Regions from separate parts of the Sus scrofa genome. Here region 2 is linked to region 1. The links are chromatin contacts, called in public HiChIP or PLAC-seq maps. All regions are on one chromosome and are shown on one strand. Each heading gives the region's core, a stretch centred on a gene start, on an enhancer-like site or on the middle of the called end of the contact. The rest is flanking DNA. Distances are from core to core; before and after follow the strand shown.

Region 1 (6,347 bases), core at 1,108-3,607:
GATACTAGTCAGGTTCGCTAACCGCTGAGCCACGACGGGAACTCCTATATTTTATTTTTTAACACTGCAAAATATAAAGAAGGAACTAAAGTGCCCTTAACCCTAAAATCTCTTTTTTGACATTTTAAAAAAGAAAATACATATACATAGTTAGAAAATACAAACGGAGTTCCCGTCGTGGCGCAGTGGTTAACGAATCCGACTAGGAACCATGAGGTTGTGGGTTCGGTCCCTGCCCTTGCTCAGTGGGTTAACGATCCGGCGTTGCCGTGAGCTGTGGTGTAAGTTGCAGACGCGGCTCGGATCCTGCGTTGCTGTGGCTCTGGCGTAGGCCGGTGGCTACAGCTCTGATTCAACCCCTAGCCTGGGAACCTCCATATGCCGCGGGAGCGGCCCAAGAAATAGCAACAACAACAACAACAAAAAAGACAAAAAAGACAAAAAAAAAAAAAAAAAAAAAAAAGAAAATACAAACCACATAGGGAGATACAAAATGATAAGTGTAAGCCACCCATCCTCATCCTTTTAATTTTCATTCTTATAATCATTGCCTATGTAGTTTCCATGACACATTGATAAGGGCTCAATATCAATATGCATATATATACAGAAATAAATTCAGATGGAAAACCATCTACACATTTAGCCCTCGCTTGCTGTGACTTTCTAGGGACTAAGTAGCAGTTAGAAGTGATGAAAAGAGGACATGGGAGATAGTACAGAATGCCAGTATTACTACTTTTCAGGCTTTCATTACTACAATGGCTCATCTTTTTCTGTTGACAGAAAAAATAATTATAGGACATCTGTATTATTAAGGTTCATAGAAACTGGTATTCAATGCACTCTACTTCCCTTAAGATTGTTAATTCTATCTTAGAGGAAAATTTAAAACCACTCTAAGGAATATATATAAATATCACTGACTATTGAGCAATAGTTCTTTTTTTTCCCCTTAATGACCTGCATATGGAAGTTCTAGCCAGGAATTCAATCCAAGCTTCAGCCGTGGCAACACTGGATCCTTTAACCCACTCTGCCATGCCAGGGATCAAACCCATGCATTTGCAGCGACCCCAGCCATTGCAGTCAGATTCTTTTTTTTTTTTTTTTTTTTTTTTTTTTTTTGGTCATTTTTAAGGGCCATACCTGTGGCATATGGAGGTTCCCAGGCTAGGGGCTGAATCAGAGCTGTAGGTGCCAGGCTACACCACAGCCACAGCAACGCAGGATCTGAGCTTCATCTGCGACCTGTACCATAGCTCATGGAATGCCAGATCCCTAACCCACCGAGTGAGGCCAGAATTGAACCTGTGTCCTCATGGATGCTTGTCAGATTTGTTTCTGCTGAGCACAATGGGAACTCCTATAGTCAGATTCTTAATCCACTGCACCACAGCAGGAACTTCCAAGCAATGGGGTATAACAGTAAAAGGATCTTGCCTTCCATGATCTTATACTCTTATCAGGAAATACGATGACACAAGACATTTTATATGTACGTGTGTGTATATGTACATACAGTAATGCTGTATTAAATGTCTCCTTAATGCCATAGGAAAAGAACAGGACATTATTTCTAGCATTATTTAATTCCAGAGGAATTTATCTCCTACACCTTAAAAATGTGAAAACTAATTAAGTTCATGTTTTGCCCTTCATTCTTAAAGAGGAGGGAGGGAAGGACTGCATTATTAGCCCATTTTGAGCTTCAAGAGGTAACAACATGAAAACATCACAAAAATTGTTCTCAGGAACTTTGAAGGTGCATTAATCTTGAGCATGGATTCTTAACAAATGGCCTTGAATGGTTAGGAAAACCCTCTCTAAAACATAATAATAAATTATAAGTTCAGGTACAGAATAGGAAGAAAATAATTGACTTTATTTGTTTAGGATGTGACGTCTGTTTTCTACTTCAACAAACTACTTCTCATATTTCCTGTGATACAAATTCTAATCTAAAGGAGGTACTACCTTGTAAATCTGTTCAATCTGTTCCCAGAATACCATGTATATGAATAAAGCCTTTGTAGCTAGCTTAAATTCAGGCTTCACACCAACAGTCTATCTCATTAATTATTTAATCAAACACACACCAAAATTTTTTCAACATATTGTGCTCACTTCTGTTGAAGGAAGTTATATAGAAACTTAATGAAGTTGTCAGAAAATTTAAAACATTTTGAGAAGGCAACTTAGTTTATATATATCCTCTGCTGCCCCAAAAGAAACCTTTCAGAAGAAGTTTCATATGCCAGGATTTCAGTCCCTCTTCCAAGGCATGCTATAGTGAGAATGGCTGTTAACTCATAAACATTTGAGAAGGGAGGAAGAAAGAAAGCAGAAGCAGGAATGAGACTTTTTTTTTGGCATCACCCATGGCACACAGAAGCTCCTGGGTCAGGGAACCCGTGCCACAGCACTGACAATGCCAGATCCTTAACCTGCTGAGCCACCAAGGAACTCCAGGAATAAGCCATTTTTAAAAGCAGTGGGGGCATGAAGCATCACAGTACGTAAACTGTACACATATTTTCTCTGGACCCTTCCTTCCTCTAACACTTACGTAAAGTGTAGCCATTACTCAAAAATAAATAAATAAATAAATAAAAATAAAAACACCCAAAAAACAAAAAACCCTAGTAGGATATACTAATACAGAATAGTTTCATTATGTTCTACCAGGTTCCTTTGAAAGGAAAAGGAATAAAACAAAGAGAATCAGGGTAAAAGCTGTTTGATTCCTTTATCACCTTTCCCACTCCATGACCTTGAATGCCTGTCCCACACCAATCCTGACAGAATTCTGGAGGTCTGTTTTTTGGAAAGGATAAAATAAATGGTTTCTGGACTGGGAGACCAAAAGACAGTTGATGGTGGGAGTATAGCATGAAAAACTGAGGGGAACTGAGTGAACATAATGAATACTGAACCCACCCAGTCTTCATCACTCCCAACATACAGTGATCAGAAGATTCTACCCCTTGAACCTTGGTACTAATAACAGAGATATTCCCTAACAATAGGGAAAAGAAACTCATACTATAGTAAGGCCCAAAGGCAACCAGCCTATGCATTTAATAAAGCTTCTAATTTAAAGCTTCCCACTCTTAATCACAAGCAGACAGCTAATTATCACAGACTTCAGAGGAAAACGCTAACATAAAAGATCAAAACAAACAAAGGAAAGCAACTTTGGGGAAAATAATCTATGCAGGGCAAAGTTAATCTGTTCAAATAATAAAAGGATATTATGAAAGAAATAGTCAGAGAATAAAAAAGACTTCTAGAAATTAAAAACCTAACAGTGGAAAATAAAATTTTAATAGAATATAAAGATGAAGAAACCATGGAGTTCCCGTCGTGGCTCAGTGGTTAACAAACCCGACTAGGAACCATGAGGTGGTGGGTTTGATCCCTGGCCTTGCCCAGTGGGTTAAGGATCTGGTATTACCACGAGCTGTGGTGTAGGTTGCAAACGTGGCTCGGATTCTGTGTTGCTATGGCTCTGGCGTAGGCCAATGGCTGCAGCTCTGATTAGACCCCTAGCCTGGGAACCTCCATATGCCACAGGTGCGGTCCTAAAAAAAAAAAAAAAAAAAAAAAAAAAAAAAAAAACCCCCAAACTGTTCAAGAAGCAGAGATAAGAAAAAAAAAAAGGAGATGAAAATCAGATAACTAGTTCAGGAGACCCATTATTAAGACTCTATTGATAATCAAGAAAGAAGAAGACATGGGATTTAAGAAATAAAAAAGCCAACACAGGAGAGGAGCAGAGTTTCCAGATAAATAAGGACCCCAGGAAGACAGCTGTGTACTACACACAAGGGGACACTTGTCCAGATTGGAGCAGTGTGACTCAAGAGACATACTCAAGGCTGTCATTACCATGACCTTTGCTGCCATGTATTTTCTTCTTAAAGATAAGAACACAATGCCCAGGTGAGCATGGGCTTCAGAGCTTGTCCTAACTAAATGCTAATGAATTTCTTTTCAAAATACTGAGCTGCCTAAAGAGCTAAAAATGCTGATTTCACCACACAGAAGTGTTCTTTAACCTACTGCTGAAAGCTGCAGGTAGGTCATGGTCAACTTAGGAGAAACCACAAAGCTGCTCACTCCCTGACTGTACTTCTGTCAAGTGACTACGCCCTAGCCCACACTACGGCTCTGCCCAAGAAGTCTTGACTCTGTCCATGACTTCCACAGAAAAGCCTCTGTGCACATTGGAAAACTGAAACAAGTATGGTCCATTGATCCCTGAGGATCCCCAAGATCCTTTCAGGAGTCCACAAGGTATGACTACATACTTAATAATACTAAAGAATTAGTTACCTTTTTCACTAAGTCATCACTTGTACTGAGGGTACAAAAGCAATGGTGAGCAATATTGCTGGTACCATTACACAAATCGAGGCAGTGGCACCAAACTGCAGGATACATAATCTTCACCACTACATAACTGCGGTTGAAAACAATGCCAGTTTTAGAGAGTTCCTAGTGGTCAGTGGGTTAAGGATTGAGTGTGGTCACTTCTGTGGCTCTGGTTATTGCAGTGGCATGAGTTCGATCCCTCGCCTGGGAACTTCCAAACACCATGGGAATGGCCAGAACCAAACAAACAACAAACAATGCCTGTTTTAATTTAAGAATATCCTTAATAAAGCTGTAAAAATTATTAGTTTTAATAAATCCTCTCACTAGCACAAAAGACAAATCTTTTCTCATATTAGCGATCAAAAGTACATTTCACTTTATATTTCAATTGATTACTAGCCAACTATAATTTCCATAGCAACTTCCCTTTGGTATTCTCTAGTAAATTTACATTATAATATTGAAATTTAAGTTAAATAAGTTTAACTAATTAGATTAAATTTAAGTTATTATGCTTAAGTTAAGTGAGGTAAGGAGGTCACTCAGAGGGAAAAAAATGCTTCCCATAAAAGCTTTTGGAGTTGTCATATGTTATGCTAGTTTATCATACAGACATGTTCTTTAGGATTTGTCACTAGGCAACTACATTGGATCAATTTACCAAATTGTTCATAAATAATGCCCTTAAGAATTACAAGTTCCGGAGTTCCCGTCCTGGCGTAGTGGTTAACGAATCCGACTAGGAACCATGAGGTTGCGGGTTCAGTCCCTGCCCTTGCTCAGTGGGTTAACGATCCGGCGTTGCCGTGAGCTGTGGTGTAGGTTGCAGACGCGGCTCGGATCCCGCGTTGCTGTGGCTCTGGCGTAGGCTGGCAGCTACAGCTCCAATTAGACCCCTAGCCTGGGAACCTCCATATGCCGCGGGAGCGGCCCAAGAAATAGCAACAACAACAACAACAACAACAACAACAACAACAACAACAAAAAGACAAAAGACCAAAAAAAAAAAAAAATTACAAGTTCCCTGGCGGTGCAGCTGGTTAAAGACTGGACACTGTCACTGTTGTAGCTCTGGCTGGTTGCTGTGGCGCAGGTTTGATACTTAACCTGGGAACTTCCACATAGCAGAGGCACAGCCAAAAAGAAAAAAAACAATTAACTTGGTGGGAGAGGGAAAGACGGGGAGTTTGGGGGTTAGTAGATGCAAACTATTACATTTAGATTGGATAGACAATGAGGTCTTACTGTACAGCACAGGGAACTATATCCAATCTCCTGGGATAGACCACGATGGAAGATAATGTAACAAAAGGAATGCATATATATGTATGACTGGGTCACTTTGCTGTATGGCAGAAATTGGCACAGCAATGCAATTCAACTATACTTTAATTAAAAAAAATTAACTTGGTAATGAAACTATAAATTGATGAATAAAGTACTGACTGCCCTCTAGCGTTTAAACTAAGGATTTCACTGATGAACTAGATAAAATGTACACTTTAGGGTAAAAAAGCCAAAGTCCCAAAGAAGCCATTTAGGTTCATTAAAATCAGAAGAGAAATTCTGATCTGGCAAAGTTTTTAATAGCAGTCTTCTCAAAACAAGACAACAAGAGTTATCTGATTATTTGCACCAGTAGTCCAAAGAGCCTGATTTCAGTCATCTATGGTAATTATGCATGGGTAGAACTGGGTAACATTTCTACTGCACTTCTTCAAGCTACACTGGCACAAATAGAGACTCAGACTTTTCCTCATTTGGTGAAAAACCACAAAGTGCTCGAATCAAAACCTGCCTCTAGCATGCTGAGGTTATTTTAAACAAGAAAAACTGTCTCTGCTTTTTTTTTTTTCAGATGCTTTTTTTTTTTTTTTTTTTTTTTTTTTGGTCTTTTTAGGGCCACACCTGAAGCATACAGAGGTTCCTAGGCTAGGGTTCAAATTGGAGCTGTAGCTGCTGGCCTA
Region 2 (6,347 bases), core at 2,807-5,306, 70 kb before region 1:
TTACATGGCTCAAGTGAAAACTGACTTTAGCTAAGTCATCCAAATTTTCAAAACTGCTACATTTGCAAAATATAAACTTCTATCCTACCATTATAAAGATGTGAAAATCAGTTTTACGTAACCAAACTAAAAGCCATCTTCCCAGAAAATGATCATACATCTAGAAAATTATCTAGATGCATCAAAGAGCAGCAGCAGTCCCATGAAAGGCAGCTGGGCTCAGAAGGATCAATACTGACAGGCAAACGCTGAGAAGCCAAAAGCAATTCACATTTACTTACCTCAAATCAAGGCATTAGGAATCCCAAGCGAATGCTGCAAAACAAGGCAAGTAAGAGCTTAATCCAACTGTACAGCAAAACTGACTAATGTCAATCTTCCACTCACTCTGGATCCAGACAGCTTGCTGCAGAGAGCTGTTTCCTGCATGGTTTGTCTCCTCAGTCATTGTCCACAGGACTCTGAGAAGCTGTAGGAATATGCAGGCGCAGACTCAAGGCCCAGCTTCATCTCCAACGTTGTGGAAAGGGACTGTACATCATGGGGCAGAGCCCTATGCTCCTCTACGCCACCAGGACAGAGCCCGGGGAGAGTGACCTCCCGGGGTATCCACGTTGGTCATTTTTCCTGAGAATTTAGCCCAGTTGAAATCCCTACAGGCGGTTAGCTTGCAGAGAAATAGGTAAACGTACAACCATTACAGTAAGGTTTCTATCTTGAATCTGATTATCTGGGAATCGAGAAATTGCCCCAAAAGAAAATAGCAAGCTTTAGTAGAAGTAACAGCTATCCGTTTATAAATCACAAGACCTTATCCGCGACGGCGGTATGTAAAAATTCCTGGGCTAAGGGCCAAACCCGCGCCACAGGAGCGACAACCCCGGATCCTTCAAGCAGATAGTCCACCAGGTTAACTCCAAACAAAAAAAGTCACAAAACCCCTTTAAACTCGAGAAATCAATAACAAAATATCCCTGCACACAACTCCAGAGAACGCTAACGCGCCTAAGAGGCAGCGTAATAAACGGCGCAATAGGCAATGTTTCGCTTGTGGGAGCAGAGGGTAGCAGCCCTGCGAACATAGCGCCCCTTGGTGAGGGCCAAGAACCGCAGCTCACGAGGCCTTCTCGGCCCACAGGCGACTCGGAGTCGCTCTAAATAGTATGATTACAACTGAACACTACGGTTGGCGGACCCCCTGCCAAACTTAGAGCCGACGAAACAGGCGGTGGAAAACACTCACCGAGAACTTAACACGACGTTCAACAGTCTTCCCCGAAAAGGCCGAGGAAGCGCAACGCCTCGGTATTTATACCTTCTGAAGAGCGCGGAAGCCAGCGTGTCTAATGCGCCTGCGCCGCCTCATGCGCAGTTAGGGAATCCGAAACTCACTGAGGGTGCTGGGAATGTACCATAGGTTAAGCTCCACCCCTACTTAGCTCAGAAGCATCTCGTGATACTAGAGTCTTCGCGCGGGACCTTGCGGGGGCGTGCCAGTTACAGGAACTGAGCATTTAGTCAGATGGGTGCGTGCTGGATTGGATGTTGAGGTCTCTATGAACAGTTCACCAGTCTGGAGAATATACTTCTATTTTATTTTATTTTTTTTAGAGAATATGCTTTTAAATAAAAGTCGCCAAAAAAAAAAAAAAAAACACCTTTGGAGTAGTAAGTAGGCAGAAGAGAAAAATGCGTCTATGGAAATGTAGTATCTCAAAAGGGATTGAATCTGCCCTGTCACGTGTAAAGTAAAATGCTTCGGTAAATAAAAGGGTAATGCTGAAGTCTTCGCTTTAAAATTGTTAAACTGGTAAATTTTTTGTTTATGTTAAGTACATTTTAACACATATAGACACCTAGCATAAAGAAGGCTGGTAAAGAATCCTTAAGGTAAATATTACATGTGAAGTAGAGCAAATGCGTTAAAATTTCGAATAAGTGCTGGGTAAATTGACATAGAGCCATCCCAATTGGACTATAAGGAGTAGAAACATTTACGATGTGGAGTTCCCATCGTGGCGCAGTGGTTAACGAATCCGACTAGGAACCATGAGGTTGCGGGTTCGATCCCTGCCCTTGCTCAGTGGGTTACCGATCCGGCGTTGCCGTGAGCTGTGGTGTAGGTTGCAGACGCGGCTCGGATCTTGCGTTGTTGTGGCTCTAGCGTAGGCCGGTGGCTACAGCTCCGATTCACCCCTAGCCTGGGAACCTCCATATGCCGCGGAAGCGGCCCAAGAAATGGCAAAAAGATGAAAAAAAAAAAAAACAAACATTTATGATGTACCTTTTATAAGAGTTTGTGCCGGGTGCTTTGCATATATTTACCCACCCAGAAGTTCTAAGATATTAGCATCATTTCCCAGGTTTTAAGGTGCCAAACTGTCCCAGAGTGATAGTTCTCAAAGTGTGGTTGGCACTCAGGGGTCCCTGAGATTCTTTGGGGCCGGGTTCATGAGGTCAAAACTTTTATAATAATACACTTTTTCTATGTTTTCACTATGTTGACTCTGCACTGATGTAAAAGGAAATTATGGGTTAAACCGCTGGTGCCTTAGTATGTTTCAAGGCCCTGTCACCAGAATGTACTGGTGGTCGTTGTATTCTTTTTTCTTTTCTTTTCTTTTTTTAATGGCCATGCAAGTGGCATATGGAAATTCCTGGACTAGGGATTGAATCCAAGCTGAAATTGCTGGGATCGAACCCAAGCCTCTGTGGCTGCTTTAGATTTTTTTGTTTGTTTTAGGGCTGCATCTGCTGCATATGGAGGTTCCCAGTGAGGGGACGAATTGCAGGCATAGCTGCTGGCCTATGCCACAGCCACAGCAACACAGGATCTGAGCCGAGTCTGCGACCCATACCACAGCTTGAGGCAAGGCCAGAACCCCATCCCGCTGAGTGAGGCTAGAGATCTAAATAGTATGATTACAACAGAATACTATGGTTGGCGGACCCCGTACCAGATAGAGGCAACATAACAGACAGTTGAAAACACTAGTATCATGGATACTAGTGGTATTTGGTTCCACTTTGTCACAGTGGGAACTCCTGTAGATGGATTGTTAACCCACTGCACCACGGGGAGAACTGCTCATTGTATTCATTATCAAAACAAATTTACTATGAAAAAAAGTCTTTCACCTAAGAATGTCCTCGATGAAGTAAAAATCATTAATTTTACTAATTCTTGTTTTTTGAACATCTTTTTTTTTTTTTTTTTGTCTTTTTAGGGCTGCACTCGAGGCATATGGAGGTTCCCAGGATAGGGGTCTAATCGGAGCTTTAGCCACTGACCTATACCACAGCCACAGCAACACAAGATCCGAGCCATGTCTGTGACCTAACACCACAGCTCACGGCAATGCTGGATCCTCAACCCACTGAGCAAGGCCAGGGATGGAACCCCCAACCTCATGGTTCCTAGTCAGATTCGTTAACCACTGAGCCACAATCGGAACTCCCCATCTTTTTAATATTCTGTATGGCAAAGTGTTTTCCTTTCAGGGCCTGGCTTTCCTTTGTTGTGGATTCTTATTTATTTGGTCTTTTCAGGGCTGTACTCATGGCATGTGGAGGTTCCCAGGCTAGGGGTCAAACTGGAGCTGTAGCCTCTGGTCTATGCCACAGCTACAGCAACTCCAGAACCCATTGAGCGAGGCCAGAGATCGAACTTGTGTCTTCATGGATACTAGTCAGATTTGTTTCCACTGAGCCATGATGAGAACTCCAGATTCTCATTTTTTTAAAAGTTCACTGCCTAGCCCATCCCCTGCTATGAACTTGCCCTTCCTGCTAGTTGTTTTTTAAACCTCTCCCTCTGCGATTGCAGTCCTCCTTCTCCTGGGATAGGAAGATTAATTAAAATTCGTAAGACCCTCAGTTCATTCTCTGTTTCAGCAAACACTGGGCAACGTGTACCTTCAAAGCACACTTCTAGAGATGGTGTGTGACCTCAAAAGGTAATGGCAGTATGAAGCCTCTTTGGAGGGCCAGTAGAAGGAGAATAAGGGAACAGATGGAGGCCAATGACATGAGCAGTCTGACTCATGGTTTCTTTTAATCTTTGGTAAAGGGTGGTACGCTAATCAAGGCCAGTCTCTGAAGTGACAAGTAGAAAGTGAGTCATTGGTGGGGCCACCAAATTGAAACTGGGCTGCTTGCCAGAGAGGAGTACATGAGCTACAAACTCCTTGTCAGCCTGAGGTCTGATTTCTTTTTTTAGGGCCGCACCCGCAGCATATGGAGATTCCTAGGCTAAGGGTCAAATTGGAGCTGCTGCCGGCCTATGCCACAGCCACAGCGACGGCAGAACCGAGCTGTGTCTTTGACCTACAACATTAGCTCACAGCAATGCCGGATCTTTAACCCGTTGAATGAGGCCAGGAGTCGAACCCTTGTCATTGATCCTAGTCAAGTTTGTTACTGCTGAACCACAAGGGAAGCTCTCCTGAGGTCTAATTATATGTGATCCATATGCAAAATGTCCTTGTAGGGACAAATGATTGGGATGCGACTGCTTGTCCTTGAAATAGTTAACGGGTGATTACATACTTTGCTTTTTGACTTTGGGGAGGCAACTTCAGCTGTCAAGTTCTTCACTGGTAAAATGAGTATATATTCACTTACCTTCCGGACTAGGTGGGATTAATAAAACCTGAGCTGTACCTCCTACATAGTGTGGAGTTCATAGTTGGCTTTCCTCTCCGCAGCTGATTTTTTCCTGACAGCAAAGTAGGATTTATTGTCAGGCATAAGGAGGGGACCGCACCAAGGCTCCCGTAAGTGCAGAGCCCACCATTTGTCCAGGGGGCTGAGATTAGGGCTGTATCTGACCCCACAGCCATCTAGGATGAGCTGCTTTTCTGCCAACATGTTTTCAAAGTTATCTGCATTAAACATGAGGTATATCCCCACTTCTTGGAGATGTGGACCTTCTGGTGGCCAGGGAACGTGAACCTGGCATAAACAGGGCCTCAAACACATTCTGCAGCTTATCCTTTTTCCACATGTGTGTACAGAAGGTCAGGCATCACTGACTTTCATCTCTGGCTACATTTCATGTTTGTACTATGATATTTCCCCGTTCATCTACTCATTTAGGATGTCTAGCAATACATTTTTAAGCTAAATATTTTTTCTTTTTAGGGACACACCCACAGCATATGGAGGTTCCCAGGCTAGGGATTGAATCAGAGCTACAGCAGCCGGCCTATACCACAGCCACAGCAATGTGGGATCTGAGCCACATCTACAACCTACATGACAGCTCATGGCAATGCCAGATCCCCCACCCACTGAGTGAGGCCAGGGATCAAACCCCCATCCTTATGGATACTGGTCGGATTTCCAATGTGCCACAATGGGAACTCCCTAAGCTACTTTAAATCTTTTGGAATAAGGTAGAACGTAAAAAATAAACACTTTACACCAGAATAGTGTAGGTTTTTTTTAATTCTAAAATACATTAATTAATATTGATAGGAAGACTGATATACAATGCAATTATTTATTTTACAAGGAGATTCTGTACATCAGGGAAGCATTTTGAAGTACAATACACCAGGCTTTTATTTCTTCTTTACATTATGATTGTGAATTGTTACTTACATGGAAAGACACAAAATCTACTTTATATATATATATATATATATATATAAACACCTGAAAAGATTTGACCCCAAAGTATCTTGTTTCAAAAGAACATGAATGAGATGAAAGACGAACTAAATTCCTCGGTGGCACATAGAAAGCACACACTTAGCTCAAGAAATCAAATCCTGTTTCGAGCTTGGCACATTAAGGGAAAGAAAGGCAGTGAAAGGCGGCTTTGAAATTGTCATCTGAAACCACAGAGGATGCTAGCATAAGCCAAGTTGTCTCCAAACCAGCAAGACAGAAAGGTTAGCAGAAGTCAAGTTAGCACTTCTATGTGGCCGCCTTAGAAGGCTAGCAACTTTGCAGAACTGTCCCTTCTCTTCCCTCTGTCATGCCAAGTGTTAATGAGCTTCCAGGAGATGTGGGTCCCATGTAGCTCCATAGCCATAAAGCACTTGAGAATTACTGAGACTTCTAAATACTTCCCAATTCCCCATTCGGAGAGAAGATACTACCTTTAAGGTCACTTTAGGTTTTTTTTTGTTTTGTTTTGTTTTTCTTTTCCAGCCACACCCCGACACATGGAAATTCCCAGGCGGGGATCAAACCTGCACTGTCACAGAGACAATGCCAGACCATTAACCCACCATCACAGCGTGAACTCCAGCTTTTTTGTTTTGAACTAATATTCTGATTCTTCAGCAAATCTTACACGGACGTCAAAGGAAGAAAGAGAAATACCTACTGAAAGATGA

Evidence for each region. HiChIP or PLAC-seq counts read pairs in DNA pulled down with a chosen protein or histone mark.
Region 2: an H3K27ac HiChIP or PLAC-seq map of alveolar macrophages shows a contact between it and region 1, with 3 times the contacts expected there. The contact joins two enhancer-like sites. A contact is called at or near these places in 7 of 47 Hi-C or Micro-C datasets (embryonic fibroblasts, epiblast stem cells, fetal skeletal muscle and 2 more) and 1 of 2 datasets of contacts at active chromatin or transcription factors (alveolar macrophages).

Annotation. Positions count from the first base shown.
Region 1 is chr6:85,456,356-85,462,702 of Sscrofa11.1, reverse strand. The region is part of intron 2 of PHACTR4 (phosphatase and actin regulator 4); the gene reads right to left. Among named protein-coding and RNA genes, the nearest start is that of PHACTR4, 48 kb to the right of the region's middle. Within about 2 kb of position 2,357, at least 1 of the 83 cell types and tissues checked has an H3K27ac peak or open chromatin away from gene starts, as enhancers often do. A contact at or near this core is called in alveolar macrophages, where this site is marked.
Region 2 is chr6:85,528,525-85,534,871 of Sscrofa11.1, reverse strand. It overlaps PHACTR4 (phosphatase and actin regulator 4), which reads right to left. Exons shown (of 16, transcript XM_021095668.1): 16 at 5,431-6,347. It overlaps LOC100621455 (a long non-coding RNA gene), which reads right to left and starts at 1,349. Exons shown (of 2, transcript XR_002344951.1): 1 at 282-1,349. Within about 2 kb of position 4,056, at least 13 of the 83 cell types and tissues checked have an H3K27ac peak or open chromatin away from gene starts, as enhancers often do. A contact at or near this core is called in alveolar macrophages, where this site is marked.